2 separate regions of the Sus scrofa genome follow, and region 2 is linked to region 1. Evidence: chromatin contacts called from public HiChIP or PLAC-seq data. All regions are on one chromosome and are shown on one strand. The core of a region is the stretch at or near the end of the contact, and the rest is flanking DNA. Distances in the headings are between cores, read along the strand shown.

Region 1 (7,349 bases), core at 1,830-4,329:
ACCAGTGGCATATGGAGGTCCCCAGGCTAGGGGTTAAATTGGAGCTGTAGCTGCAGGCCTACCCCACAAGCCAAAACAATGCTGGATCCAAGCCTCATCTGCGACCTACACACGCAGTTCACAGCAACGCCGGGTCCCTAACTCACTGAGCACAGCCAGGGATTGAACTCATGTCCTCATGGATGTTAGTCGGGTTCACTAACTGCTGAGCCACAATGGGAACTCCTCTAGACTGTTATCATTATTTTTTGTCTTTTGTCCTTTTAGGGCCACACCTTCAGCATATGGAGGTTCCCAGGCCAGGAGTCTAATAGGAGCTGTAGCCGCCGGCCTACACCACAACCTAAAGCAATGCTGGATCCGAGCCTCATCTGCAACCTACACCACAGCTCATGGCGTCGCCGGATCCTTAACCCACTGAGCAAGGCCAGGGATTGAATCCGCAACTTCATGGTTCCTAGTCTGATTCATTTCCACTGTGCCACAACAGGAACTCCTGGACTGTTATCTTTAAAATGGTTATATCGGAGTTCCCGTCGTGGCGCAGTGGTTAACGAATCCGACTAGGAACCATGAGGTTGCGGGTTCGGTCCCTGCCCTTGCTCAGTGGGTTAACGATCCGGCGTTGCCGTGAGCTGTGGTGTAGGTTGCAGACGCGGCTCGGATCCCACGTTGCTGTGGCTCTGGCGTAGGCCAGTGGCTACAGCTCCGATTCGACCCCTAGCCGGGAACCTCCATATGCCGTGGGAGCGGCCCAAAGAAATAGCAAAAAGACAAAAAAATAAAATAAAAAAAATAAATAAATAAAATAAAATGGTTATATCATGGTGTATGTGTATTTCAGTTTTTTTAAAAATGCTGATTAGTTTTGTGCACTTTACTGCAGGTAAGTTATATTTAAGTTCGGAAATTTTCATTGTAGTAGAAATAGCGTGAGCTTTGTCAAACACTGTGCTGGCTCCTCCATCACGCCCATGGCACTTGGAAGTTCTGGGGCAACCGGAGCCACAGCAGCCACGCCAGATCCTTAACCTGCTGTGCCACCAGGGAAGTCCCAGTTCCTAATCTCACAATATTTATTAAGTACAGCCATTGTGGGTGTGCCACGCTGTAGGACCCAAACAAATATTAGTCCCCTTGTATTTGCTCAAAGCCTTGTACTGTGCAAAACTGTCCTTGAGGTCCACTGGGTGCCTTACAGCACCTGCTGTCTAATGGGACTGCTCGCATTTAAATTTCTAGAGAATAAAGATCTTTTCTAATGCTTCCCATGAATCCTACGGCTTGTACATTGTGTATAAAAGTTTCAGGATCGTAACAGGAAACGATGGCACAAATTAGGATAATTTGGAGAGTTTATTTAATGAAGTGAAAATTAAAGAGAAATCACAAAGAATAATGAAATACCCCAGTATCCACAGCTCTGTTGTGACCACCTTTAAACCCAAAAAATTGGAGAGGAGGGAACAGTTACACAGAGAGGTTTCCCTCAAATGCTTTGATTTTCATTGATGTAGTCAATTCAGGACAACTTCCTGAGGCAGCAGGATGGAGAGAGTGAATCAGAAGGGAAAACAGGGTATCTGGTACAGTATACAGTAGCGTTGATTCAGAGGAGAGTGGGAGGGAGGAGAATGAAGTTAGTCTGTGGGATGCTCTCCAGCAATTTCATCATCCCTGAGCCCACAGGACTAGCAGCTTTTTTTTTTTTTTTTTTGTCTTTTTAGGGCCACACCCATGGCATATGGAGGTTCCCAGGCTAGGGGTCTAATCGGAGCTACAGCTGCTGGCCTACACCAGAGCTCGCAGCAACGCCAGATCCTTAACTCACTGAGCAAGGCCAGGGGTCAAACCCACATCCTCATTGATACTAGTCGGGTTCATAACCCACTGAGCCACCATGGGAACTCCCTGGAGTTTGATTTTTATTTTTTATTTTATTTTATTTTTTGTCTTTTCTAAGGCTGCTCCCACGGCATATGGAAGTTCCCAGGCTAGGGGTCTAATCAGAGCTGTAGTTGCCGGCCTACACCAAAGCCACGGCAACATGGGATCCGAGCCATGTCTTTGACCTACACCACAGCTCACGGCAACGCCGGATTCTTAACCCACTGAGCAAGGCCAGGGATCGAACCTGCAACCCCATGGTTCCTAGTCGTATTTGTTAACCACTGAGCCATGACGGGAACTCCTGGAGTTTGATTTTTCGATGTAAATGGTAGTCTGTAGGAATTACAAACAGGAGTATAGGAAAAACTTAACAAAATATCTTTGAGGTTTCTGACTTGTGGAGTCAAATTAATGAGGTTGAAGGCTAAAGTCATAGGTAGTTAATTATCACAGCTTGGATGAAATTAACCTACAAGGTTTACAACTGTAATAAAATTTTCTATCAAATACTTTAACATTGTTACTCTCATAGTTACAAAGCAATAGCCTTTGGCATTATTAGAACAAATCTTTCAGTGGTACAGACAACTTCTCTGCCTTTAGCAAACAGAGAGGAACAACTCAACAGTAAGTTATAGAATAAGCATTAATTTGTGGTAAAATAGTAACTCTTTCATCCAGCAAGATATAATAGGTGATTCAGAGCTGTGGGTTCTCAGCCTGGGTCAACAGTCTTCTGTTCTCTCACCTTTCATTATTAAAGTGTTAACTGAGGCTTTGTGACCTCTCACTCTGGCTATTTTCTATCAAAGCTATTGAAGGAAAGGGGGTTCATAATGCTCTGTTTCTGCAAGAATCCTTCAAAAGAGGAATTGACTTCATTTTAGATGCGAAAACTAGCCGAGCTGTGGAATCAAGCCACGTGAGTGACTGCACAGCCCTTGCCCTTTTCACCTCTCACTTGGGATTCTAACATTCCCTTCTGTGACGCGGAGATCGCAGGCTCCCGGGGATCCATCCTGCAGCCTGGTGGTGGAGAACCGCGCGCGCGCCTGCCGGAAGCCCGGACGCCCGCGCGCAGGAGCCCCGCCCTCCTGGGCGAGGTCCCCGGCGGGAGGCGGGTCCGGGGCGGGGCCTGCAGCCGCGGGAATCCCAAACCCGCCCCTTTCCCCACCTCTGTTTCTCGCCATGGCCCCTGCACTGCTCCTCGTCCCTGCTGCCCTCGCATCTTTCATCCTGGCCTTTGGCACCGGAGTGGAGTTCGTGCGCTTTACCTCCCTTCGGCCACTTCTTGGAGGGATCCCGGAGTCTGGTGGTCCGGGTGAGCGGGAGGGGCCGAGGACGAGCTCTGGGGTAGGGGGGTGGAGCCGGAGCCGAGGGAGCGGGGGCGGGGTTTGGAGACAAATGACAGGGGAAGTCCAGGAGAGGGAACTGGAACCGTGAAAGCCGCCGAGGAGCTGCAGTGGAGACCAAAGGGCTAAATTGGGAACCCAGGGATTAGCGGTTTGGAGAGGCGGGAGAGTGAGGCTGAGGGGGAGGGAAAGGGCGATGAAGAGAGTATTCCAATGAAAGTGCTTCGTAAAGAGGACTAAGGAGAAGAGTGTTATAAAGAGGGAGTATTAGGAGAACTGAAACAAGAAGGGCAGTCCAACAGTGGGTGGCCTCTGCAGCCATGCGTTTCATGACTATCCAACACGAATCCTTTTCCTCTGAAGGAGGTCTGGGGAAGAGGGAAGAAACAGGGAAGAAAAACAGGAAACAAGAGGGAAGAAAAATGAGGTGGGGAGTTCCTCTTGTGGCTCAGTGGATTAGGAACCTGACATAGTATCCGTGAGGGTGCGGGTTGGATCCCTTAGTCAGTGGGTGAAGGCTCTGGTGGTGTAAGCTGCAGCGTGGGTTACAGATCTAGCTCAGATCTGATGTTGCCGTGGCTATGGTGTAGGTCTGCAGTGCAGCTCCAAGGCTACCCCTAGCCCAGGAACTTCCGTATGCCACAGGTATGGCCCTAAAAAGAAAACAAAACAAAAAAGAAAAGTGAGGTGGGCAAAGCCTAGAGAGGAAGCATTAGGCTCTTGAAAACATTAAGGGATGTGGTCCTAAGATGAAATAAGGGTCAGGAGTGTTGCCCACCATCTTCTTGATTTGTGTCCGTTTTTCCAACTCCCGCTAGATGCTCGCCAGGGCTGGCTGGCTGCCCTGCAGGACCAAAGCATCTTGGTCCCTCTGGCTTGGGATCTGGGGCTCCTGCTACTATTTGTGGGGCAGCACAGCCTCATGGCAACTGAGACAGTGAAAGCATGGATGTCCCGGTACTTTGGGGTCCTTCAGAGGTCACTGTACGTGGCATGCACTGCCCTGGCCTTGCAGGTATGGAGCCCTGGCAACTAAGTCCCCAAGGGAAACAGTCTGTGGGAAAGATGCTGTCCATTGGCAAGGCAAGGGCCTTAGGTTTTCTGATAAAATGTGGATTGAGGAGGAGAACTGAAGGTGTTCAGGACTGTAACCTCAGCTTCCATTCCTCCACAGCACAAATCCTACTTTTTATCAAGAAGGATGTACTGCTTGTCATTCCCCGAGCACGATATGTGCATTCTCACCCTTGCAACTTTGTTCCTGTTGTCCTGCTTGAGATACCCTTGTTCGCTCCTCTTCAGTCCCATCCTTTCTTCACAACCACCTCCCTAGGTTTCAAAGAAGGCTTCCCAGTTGCTACTCATCTGTCTTCCCAGTGGGTGCTTGGCATAGGCTACTTTGTGACCCTATCTGGTTACTCACATCCATTCTGTAACTCCTCAGAGTAGAGAGGAGTCATCCTTACATCCTTGGGATCCCACCCAGCCCCCTCCCCTTGGCGAAAATTTTCACAGTGGAGGTGGGAAAGCAGGAGGTCAGCCTGGGGTGGGGGCAGCCTCTGGGTCTAGGTCTTTCAGGAGTGGGCTGCTCGGATACCCACCCCCTCATCCTTCTTCAGCTGGTGATGCGGTACTGGGAGCCTGTACCCAGGGGCCCGGTATTGTGGGAGGCTCAGGCCGAGCCATGGGCCACCTGGGTGCCCCTCCTCTGCTTTGTGCTCCACGTCATTTCCTGGCTCCTCATCTTCAGCATCCTTCTCGTCTTTGACTACGCAGAACTCATGGGCCTCAAACAGGTGAGGCTCCCAGATCCCTCCCTGAGACCTCTGATTCTTTCCAGAACACCTCTTTCCCTTCCAAGGATGTCCCTCCTCCTCCTTCCTCTTGCTTTTGACTCCCTCGCCTCCCTTTCTTGTAAGATAGTCTCCCCCCAAAGGCCAGAAACCATGGCTCTTCTGGACCTGGGGAAAATTCAGGGGCCCAAGTCTCAGAGGGGTGGTTCTTGGATTGAACCTGAGTTATAGAAGGAGGGTGCCTGGAAGGGGAGGAAAGAGGCAGCCAAGTTGTGACAAGGGCTTGAGTCCACTTCTAAGCCGTTCTCCCTCTCCCAGGTGTACTACCACGTGCTGGGGCTGGGTGAGCCCCTGGCCCTGAAGTCTCCCCGAGCTCTGAGACTCTTCTCTCACCTGCGCCACCCCGTGTGCGTGGAGCTGCTGACAGTGCTCTGGGTGGTGCCCACTCTGGGCACTGACCGCCTCCTTCTTGCTCTCCTCCTTACCCTCTACCTGGGCCTGGCTCACGGACTTGACCAGCAAGACCTCCGCTACCTCCGGGCCCAGCTGCAAAGAAAACTCCACCTGCTCTCCCGGCCCCAGGATGGGGAGGCTGAGTGAGAAGCTAACCCTGGTTCCAAGCCCTACACTTCCTCTCCCTCCAATTCCAAACCCCTTCTCATCCAGGACCTGTCTGCTTCAGACCAGAGACCCAAATCCAAGGACTGAAGGACCTGTCCCTTCCCCTGCTTAAGCCTCTCCTTCTTGGGTCCAGCTCTAGACCCTAAATTGAGTTTCAGCTACTGGACGCCAAGGTCCACTTCTCACCAGCCAGGAAGAGGGAGTGGGAAACTTTATCTTTCTCCTCATAGTTTAGGGCTTGACCCTCCGTTTACAACCTCCTTACAAGGAGAAGGGCCTGGCCTGACCAATCCCCTGGCCCTGTTACTCGCCTCTGCGCCTCAGGGATTCTCTTCCCACATCTTGCTCCACCTCCTAGAAGCTGGACCAAGGTCTGCAAGTTTGACAATAGAGGCTGCCCCCCACCCCCCCACCCCAGGCTCCAGGCCTTGCAGCTGCAGGCCAGCCCCACCGCCTGGCCTCTCCAGCTCCATAGGCCCTTGCCCTTGGGCTCTATCCTCGAACTTAGTTGGGCAGATTCTCCCGCTCTTAATTCAGGTGACTAAGTGCTCCCTGCTCTCCCGAGGAACTCGCGCTACAAGAAAATAAAATCCAGCCTGGTTTTTCTACATGTAGCATGCAGTCTGTCCAGTGCCTCTCAAGCTGCAGGGCTGATTCTGGGAAGGACAGGCGAGCCAAGCCCGAGTCAAGGCATCCGCCGCGCCCTCTGGCGACCGCTGGGCGGCGGCCACTCCCAAAGGACCCACCCCTCCTTCAAATCCCCCAATTTCCTCGCTGCAGATTTGGGGGCCCCGGCAGGAGACAGGTTGAAGCTGAAGAGTGGGGACAGCGGCTCGGGTAAGAAAGCGAGCTTCCGAAACCTTTGGCTTCCGAGCACAGCTCCTGCCGATGCCCCACCACCGCCACCACCACGGGCCCCCCGTAGCCCTGCGGCCGCCCCGGCCCCCACACTAACAAAGGCTGGCCGGGGAAAGCAAAAGCGTGGGGAGGAGCGGCAGGAGATGGGAAGGGCGGGCCCCGCTCAGAGCAGCTGCTGCTTCCTCCCCAAGTCCCTCGAGGGGCCTGAGTCACGGGCCGCCGCCCTGGGTCGGCGAGCTGGGGGCGGGGGGTCTGGACACCTGGGTTATCCCGGGTTACCGGGCGGGAGCCGGGTGAGAGGCCCTGGGGACAGACAGCGTAAAGGCCAGGGCTTGCGGCGGGAAAAGAGGTGTCCGGGAGCCCAATCCCACGCGGGGTCGAAGAGGGCGAGGCTCCGCCCCCTAGTCCGGCTCCGCCCCGCGCCCCCTTCGCTCTTCCCCATTGTCCTCAGACAAAGCGGTCGCCGCCCCCCGCCCGGCCCCCAGGTCTCTGTCTCCGTTCCTCCTCCTCCGCTCCCTCTTTCCCTCCTCCTCCCCCTCCCTCCTCCCCTCCCGCCTGTCTCCGGATCTCCCTCGATCCCTCTCTCCTCCTCTTCCTCTCTCCTCCTCTCTCCGGACACCAGGCTCCTCCGCACCCCCGCCCCCGGGAGCCCCGCGGCGAGTGAGTTGACGGAGGGGCTTCAGACTTGGGGAGGGTGTCTCCTCTCTCCCGTCCCTTCTCCCGTCCCCGGCCCGGACCTTGGGCTGTCTCCTCTTTGTGCCGAGATTGCCTGTCTGTGCGGCCAGAGCCGGCTGGGGATGGCCGGCTATGTCGGGGTTCCGTGAGAGCCGATACC
Region 2 (7,349 bases), core at 3,520-6,019, 930 kb before region 1:
TTAGCCCTAAACTGGAGGGGATGGAGGCTCGAGAGTCCAGCTGAAAAAAAAAGGACAAGCGTGGGACTGTCAGAAAAGGCTGTGCTTTCTAAATGAGGAGGGAGAGGAACAGGACAGAGGGTGAGGGGCCAGGTCTTACTCAACCTGTGGGGATCCCCGTCAGCGGCTCCTGTCCAGCATCACCTTGGCCTGGCCCTGCAGGGGTGTCCTGGGTCAGCGGGAGGGTGCGGGCCAGGCCTGGGCTCCACGCCCAGATGACTGGACAGGGGCCGCCTGGGCCATGAGCCCAGGCCTGAAGGAGGGGGGAAGAACCTCACGTGTCCAGCCAGGCTCCCCCCCCTCCCTGTTACTGTGTTTGGGATGAAAACAGACCAAGTAACTATGGCAACCTGGAACTAGGGCCCCCAGGAACTAGGCCTCTCCTCCCTCCAGAGGGCAGCCCTGGCTCCCCCGCCAGCACTTCCTGTCCCAGGGTCCCTCGAGCCTCATCCAACCTTATCCAGGCAGCCAGTGCAGGAGAACAAGGATTTTGGAGGCAGGGCACGTGGGTTGGCATCCCTGCTCCGCCTTCTGTTAGTGGGTGTCCTTGGTGGGTAACTTACACACAGTGAGCCTTAGATTCCTCATCTGTAAAGTGGGGGTACCGCTCCCTCTCTCCTGATGGGAGGTGAAAGGTGGTGTTCACAGGGCGGGGGCGGAGGGGGGGTCCACCGTGGAGACACGTGCTCATCCCCTGCTCCTTTCTCTGCGTTTACGTCGTCCTGTCCTCTACTCCGCTTTTATCCCACCTGAGCCCATCACTCTTTCATTGTCCCATCGCTTCTTTTCCGGAAAGTGAAGTGCTCGTGTCTCAGACTGGGGGCCTCTGGGGTGGAGTGTGCCAGGGGCAGCTGGCACTGTGGTGTGATCTGGGGCCCAGCCTCTTGGCCGAGGGAGCGGGCGGTGGGAAGGGTCAGGGCAGGTGTGGGGAAGGGCGTGTCCACAGAAGGCAAAGGCTGGTCGGTCTGGACTGCTGCCCTCCAGGACCATGTGGCTCTCTAGCCACAGCCCTGTGGTAGGCACACTGGTCTCTGGCCCTCCTGCACCGCCTGGTGGCCCCTTCCTGGCTCAGGCCCTCTTTATCTTTCTGTTCTGCTGCTTTCTTTCCTTAGCATCGGCCTTTTGTTCCCCTTATCGTCCCTGACTCTCTCTTCTTCTTGCCTTTGAACTTCTTTTTTGCCTCTCCTTGCACTCCACCCACCTCGGGTTGTCACCATCTCTTGTGGACCCTTGATTCTCTGTTCTCCTTTGTTTCCCGCTGTTTCTGACTTTCCCTTCCTCCCCCGATGCCTCGCTCTCTGCTCTCTTTTTTTTTCTGGGTCTTCTCTCACCTCCACCAGCCTCCGAGCCTTCGCCTCGTCCCTGTCATGCCTCCCCCTCTCCATTGCCCTGGCCGCTCTTCTGTCCACATTCCTCGTTCCCTTCCATGACTTCCTCTCCCCCCCCACCTCGGCCCCCTCCTCCTCCCCCCGGCCCCCTTCTGCCCTCACCTCCCCGCTCCTCTGTGCTCTCCCCAGCTGCGGGGCCAGGACTGGAGAGCCCAACACGTTTGCCTCATCGTTCTGCTATGGCTTCTGGATGCAGCACATCTGGATTCCGGGGCCCAGATGTGTGGTTGCCACAGCGACCTCGGTCCCTCTGGTAAATACGGGCGCCCACCCGCCCCAGAGCAGAGAACAAAATAATTGTGTGACTTTCTTTTGTCACGAGATAGAAATGTCCTCCCTCCTCCCTTTTCCCCACACCCATGTCTCCAGGCAAAGGAAGTTTTAAGGGTCAGCACCCATCCATCTGTGGCTCTCTTGCCCCCGCTTCAGCCCCAGCCTCTCAGCTCTCCCCCATCTTTCGCCTCAGGCCCAGGCTTCTCTCTCCCCCGTGTTCCCCATCCTCCCCAGCTCCTGCCCCCCAATCGCAGTGATGGCGTGTTGACTCCCCTTATACTTGACAATTTCTTCCAGTTCTGTCTACATAATAACTGGATGCGGGAAGATGTTTCAGAAGTCCAGCTCACCCATCCATCCTTCTCAAACAGGCCCTTCCAGGAGCCCCTTCCTGTGTTTCTGCCCTGTCTCCAATCTTTCCAGGGCTGTTCTTGGGGGAGGGGAAGGAATACAGGCTTTGGAGTCAGAAAACCGGGGCCGAGACCCACCTTCACCCCCGCTAGCAAAGTCTCTGGGACAAGGCCCTTCACATCAACGAGCCTTCGTTTCCTTGGCACAAAGTGGGATTAACAAGACACTGCAGTGTAGGAAAGCGCTTTGTAAACGGAAGCCCAGTACAACTGTTTTCTATCTTCTCTCTGGGACTGCTTCTTTGGATCGAAGCCCCTGGCCTCACTTCGCTCCCTCTCTCTATCCTTCAGGCCCTTGCCCTTAATTGCCCTTACTCTTCTCCGGCTTCCTCAGCTTCCCCGGCTTCCCCTTTCCTTCTTTGCTGTACCTTTTATGCCTTATCCTCCTAAGGTTAGGACAGGAACTTGGAGGCTTATTCAAGGGTGGGGGTGCAGAACCGCAGACACCAGGGCTGAGGATTCAGAAAACCACCAGAGCACGGGACCCCAGCCTTTCTGCCCATCACCCAGGACACTCCGGGGAAGGCAACCCAGCTTCGAGCATGGGCCTTCCCTGCCTTCACGCTGGGGCTCCCTGCCAGACACCCTGGCCTCATCCTTCTCTCCCAATCCTTGTATTGACAGGCATTTACAAGGCATCTGCTCAATGCAAGGCTTGGTGCTTTTCTGATAAAATGCAGACATATGCAGGACATGAGCTCCTCCAAGAGCCCGAAAGCCAGGGTGAAAATCAAATTTTAGATAAGAATTATCTCAGAACTTGGAATTATGTCTGTCAAGCCTCCAGTGGCTTCTTCAAACGCCTTGTAAGCTTGTAAATATCTGGAATCCAGCATTCCCTCCTCTGGCTCGGGCATCCCGGCTCTCCCCAGAAGTGGCCTTCACAACACCCAGGGCCATCCTTCCAGCTCTTGCTTCTTTCCCTCCAGGGCCTATCAGAGAAAATCCGTTCTCTATGCAGTCTGCTCTCTCCGTGTAATGCTGTTTCGGACCCTCCGCCCTTTCATCGACCTTCCCCCAACCCCTGCCTGGAGATCTGAGGGAAGCTGTTACCTATTCCAGGCTCTGGGGGCTTCGCGCCAAAGCAGAGGAAGGAAGTCGAGCCCAGCTCCATCCAAGATGCTGACTTCATCCTCCACATTAAAGCCAGGAAAAAAACAGCCATACTCACAGACACACGGACACACACGGGGACACCCACGCGAGAGCCCATGCGAGCCTTTGTCCTCGGCCACCGGGAGGTCATGGGGCGTATGGCGCAGCCACATGCAGTACTGACCTGCCCTGGCCCAGGGACACCCCACACCCATGACTGGGATCTGACCCTGGTGCAGACACCTGTGCCCCAACCCAAGCGACAGAATCAGGCACATGCTGGCTCCTGAACGTCCCATTCACTCATGACCTGTGACCTGGCCAGTCTACACCTCAGTGGTGAGGATTGTGCCTGGGTGGCAAGAACTTTATCCTTGGCGTGAAACTTGTGGGTGTGTGTCGGGGGGTGTCTTGCTGCCCCTGCCCAGGGGTAAGGTTTTTCTCGTCTGGCAAAAGTCTCCTTTTCAGCCCCTCATCAGGGTAGCAGAGCACACGGGGCAATGAGGCCAGAGATAGAGCCCAGCAGCCTGATGGCAGTGTGTCTGCCACCCTGTCCTCAGGTGTCAGTCTTCCTGTCTCTCCTGAGATCAGAGCGACCTTCTCTAACTCTCTGCTCCCACCCCCCTGCACCACCCTTCCACGGTCCACAAGGTCACCCCCCTGCGTGCCCCCACCCCGTAGCTGCCCCTGCCTCCATCCCTAACCTTCCTCCTAACTTTGAGGCTTCCCTTCCACCTCCCCTGAACCCCAAATTCTTTCCCAAGTGTTCAGCCAAGCCTTTGTCCAGCAGTGCACAAACCTCAGCTGCCATTTCTCTAGGAATTTGCTGAGGTGGGAGAATGAAAAGGGGGCATTGATCCTGAGCTGAGAACCAAAGGTGGACTGAACAGTACAGCCAGCGAGAGACGGCACGGGAACGGGGCGGGCCGAGAGGATAGAAGAGACAGGACAGGTGGAAGCAGTGGGGCCGGCAGGGGCACAGGTGAGGGGACAAGGAGTCCTGGAAAGGGGCCCATGTTGGAGAGGGATTTAGGCTTGGGAGGGGGCTTTCCTCCTGCCACCCCTTACCCCTGCCCTGCCCGGAGACAAGGTGTGGAGATGAAGGAGTGGGTGCTGGGCAGCAGACAGACAGCAAAGATCCAAGCTGGAGCAATGTGGCAACTGGGAGGGGGATGCGGGAGGGGGGCTGGCCGTGGGGAAGGGTGTTGGTGGAGAGGAGAAAACGGGTCGGAGAGCAGGCGTAACAGGTAGGGAAATGGTGGGGGTGAGAAAGAAATGGCATGAGGGATGGGGGGGTATCAAGTTGAGCAAAAAAATAGGGTGAGGAGGAAGAATAAAATGGTATAAGGAGAGGTCGTGGGAGGTCAGACTAGGGCTGGAGGGGGCGAGATGAGGGTGTCGTGGGACTCGGTGATCCCAGACAGGGAGGAGAGAAGGGGTGGCATGTGATGACGGCTGGGAGGGCCTGCCCTATCTCCGCTCCCCTCCCTGACCTCATGCTGGTCCTCCCCTTCTCCTCCCCCTGCTCGCTACAGGCTCCCTCCTCCTCCCTGTCGCTGCCCAGATCGACGGTCAGGTCGCAGCTTAGTGAGCCCCTGCTGCAGGGAACAAGCAAGGGGACATCCAGGGCTGCCAAGGGAAGCCCACCCACCCTGCCCTGAGCGCCCCCTTCCCAAGGTCGGGGGCAGAGCAGGTGCAGAGGCATTGTGGCCGCTGGTTACCCAGGTAAGGAACTGCTCTCGGGAGATGGAGGGAAAGGCAGGGAGATGTGGGGACTTCTAGCCCCACATCCCAGGTGAAGGTTGGCAGGAGAGCCTCCCAGAGCAAGGACTTTTGCGTTGGGGCAGAGGGAATAGGACCACGCACTGGGGACTGGAGTCCCTGTGGACGGTGCGTCTGGGAGGATGGGTGCTTGGAGTGGAGGAGTGGATGCTGGGGTTTGGACAGGACCCTGTGCTGGCACCAAGGTGGAGGTGGTGGTCGGTAAGGTAAGGTGGGACTCTGGGCTCTGGAGGTGCCAGGGTTGGGAGAAACCAGGGGCCAGCTGAACCTCAGGAGGAAAATGCTGGTGGAACCCCAAGTTCTCCGGCTGGAGCGGCTGAGCCAGAACTCCAGCTTCTTTGCGCGTCCAGATGGGGACTCTCTGGTGGCAGCACATGCGCTTCTAGGCTGGAGGAGGGTCTGGGGGTCTTGAGCCCTTAGGAATGCTGAAGCAGAGCAGGATCAGGACTCCCAGGTCTGGGAAGGGCACAGAGCCTGTAGAGAGAATCCTAAAACTTGTTCTTGGCAGAAAGCTTCGCACCCATGACTCACGGTTCAGCGAGGCCGAGATGACTGAGAGGTGCCTCCAGGGGCACAGGGGCTCCGTCTTTGCTCGTCCCCCTTCCAGGCTCTCCCTGCTCCTGTCCGTCTAAACCTCCCCCCTCCACGTGACACACCCTGGGTGGGACGGGCGGGACCCTTATCTCGCCTGGAAAGAATTTAATGGCTTGGAAACAACTGGAAGTGGAACTGAGAGGAACTACTGGGAAGCAACTCGGAAACACGGAAACATCACAGCTGCTGGCCGTCCGCTTCCAATCCCCACCCACTTCCCAGAGCCTCAGCCCCCTCCCTTCTTTCCCTGACCCGGCGTCCAAATCCCCAGGGACCCCGCACCTCGGTTCCTCAAAATTCCTTTCCCCCTCAGTCCTGGTCACTCCGTGCAGGACCAGAACCTGCCTTCCTGTCCCTCACTGCCCCTGCCTCCGGACTCCTTCCCCGGGGGTCTGGAAATTCTTCCTTTTAATTTCCTTATCTCTCTCGGGTCCATTAGCTTCCCAGAATACAGGGCATCTCAATTCTCCAACTCCCTCGCTCCCGGTGCCTCCTTGTCACCTGGTTACACCCCAATATCTGGAACCCATTGTCACCTCCGTCCTTCATCTCACGGTCCTGGAACTCTTTTACCTTCACTTCTCCTGTAGCATAAGGGGCAGAGGGGAGCATGGGGGTGGGCCCCCAACCCTCCCACCTTTGGGACATCCCTCGTGGAAGCCAGCCCCTTCCCCCACCTCTTGGGACCTAGAGTCCCTGATGAGCAAAGTGTCAAAATTGGCCACTGCATGAATACCCGGCAGTCTGAGTCACAGCTTGGGAAGGTGCCCCTATCCCTGCCAGCCCTCCAACTGTGGGGAGGATGCCCAGTGCATGAGGCCACATCTCCCCTCCTTCCCCCCACTGCAGAAAGCACCCCAGATGCGGCAGTAGGGGGGATGATGAGCCGAAAACACAGGGGACACCTCCGTTTTCCGCTTTCCTGGTGCTGACAGAAGTGTGGAATTCTTCAAGAATTGAGAGTTGGGATTGTGGGGATAGTAGAGACTGGGCAGGAGAGGGGACTGGGGAAGGAGGCTCGGGGGTGTGTGGCCTATGGGGGCCATGCCTCTCCTTTCAGACCAGTTTACCACTTTCCTGCTTTTCTTCTTGCCACAGAGACAACCCCCATTACCCCCCAGCATGTGGGGAAAGATGCAGGATCCTGTTGTGGAGAGGGGGGTACTGGACAGCTCCCAAAGGCCTCCAGGGGTGTGGGGCACCCTGTATCCTCTGTTCCCCACTGGAGAAGGGCCTCCTGTGTGGTTCCCCAGCTAAGGTCTTTGACTCACACAGCTTTTTTAGGCATCACCCACCAACTGGGTGTGGAAGAACCATGAAGAGAAGATTGTGTATGTGTGTGTGTGCGGGTGCACATGCGCGCCCATGCCCAAACTCAAATATGTGAGCCTGCAAAGATGCAGGCTTCTTTGAATAAACAAGGGCACACATATACGAGAAGTGTGTTCACATGTGCGTTTGTGGATGAGCACACACGAGTGTATCTGTATGGGTACGTATATCTGTGTGTGCCAGCACGGGGTGGTGTGCATGGCCTTAGACACGGGTCAGCAGGATCTGAAGGTGGGTGTGAGCCCACCTCACTCCCAACTGAGAGAAGGGCTGAGGGGCCCCGGGAAGGGCAGCTCTCTGCCTGCCAGGCCTCTCGGTCTGGCTTCGCGACTCGGCATGGCAAGGCTCTGTCCCCGTTGGCCAGCTCCCCTTTCATCTCTCGTGGGATCGTGGCGGGGGTGGGGCACGAAAACTCATTTTTCTCAGACCCAGAGGA

What was found. HiChIP or PLAC-seq counts read pairs in DNA pulled down with a chosen protein or histone mark.
Region 2: a contact with region 1 is called in an H3K27ac HiChIP or PLAC-seq map of skeletal muscle, with 4 times the contacts expected there. The contact joins the promoter of TNXB here to the promoter of NRM in region 1. A contact is called at or near these places in 1 of 5 promoter capture datasets (liver) and 1 of 2 datasets of contacts at active chromatin or transcription factors (skeletal muscle).

What each region holds. Positions count from the first base shown.
Region 1 is chr7:23,221,226-23,228,574 of Sscrofa11.1, reverse strand. It overlaps NRM (nurim (nuclear envelope membrane protein)), which reads left to right and starts at 3,079. Exons shown (of 4, transcript NM_001123151.1): 1 at 3,079-3,211; 2 at 4,061-4,257; 3 at 4,862-5,038; 4 at 5,354-5,635. The coding sequence starts at 3,079. The coding sequence ends at 5,635. It also overlaps a transcript of PPP1R18 not described here.
Region 2 is chr7:24,153,235-24,160,583 of Sscrofa11.1, reverse strand. TNXB (tenascin-X) reads left to right here and starts at 4,769. Exons shown (of 49, transcript NM_001123204.1): 1 at 4,769-4,930. It also overlaps a transcript of ATF6B not described here.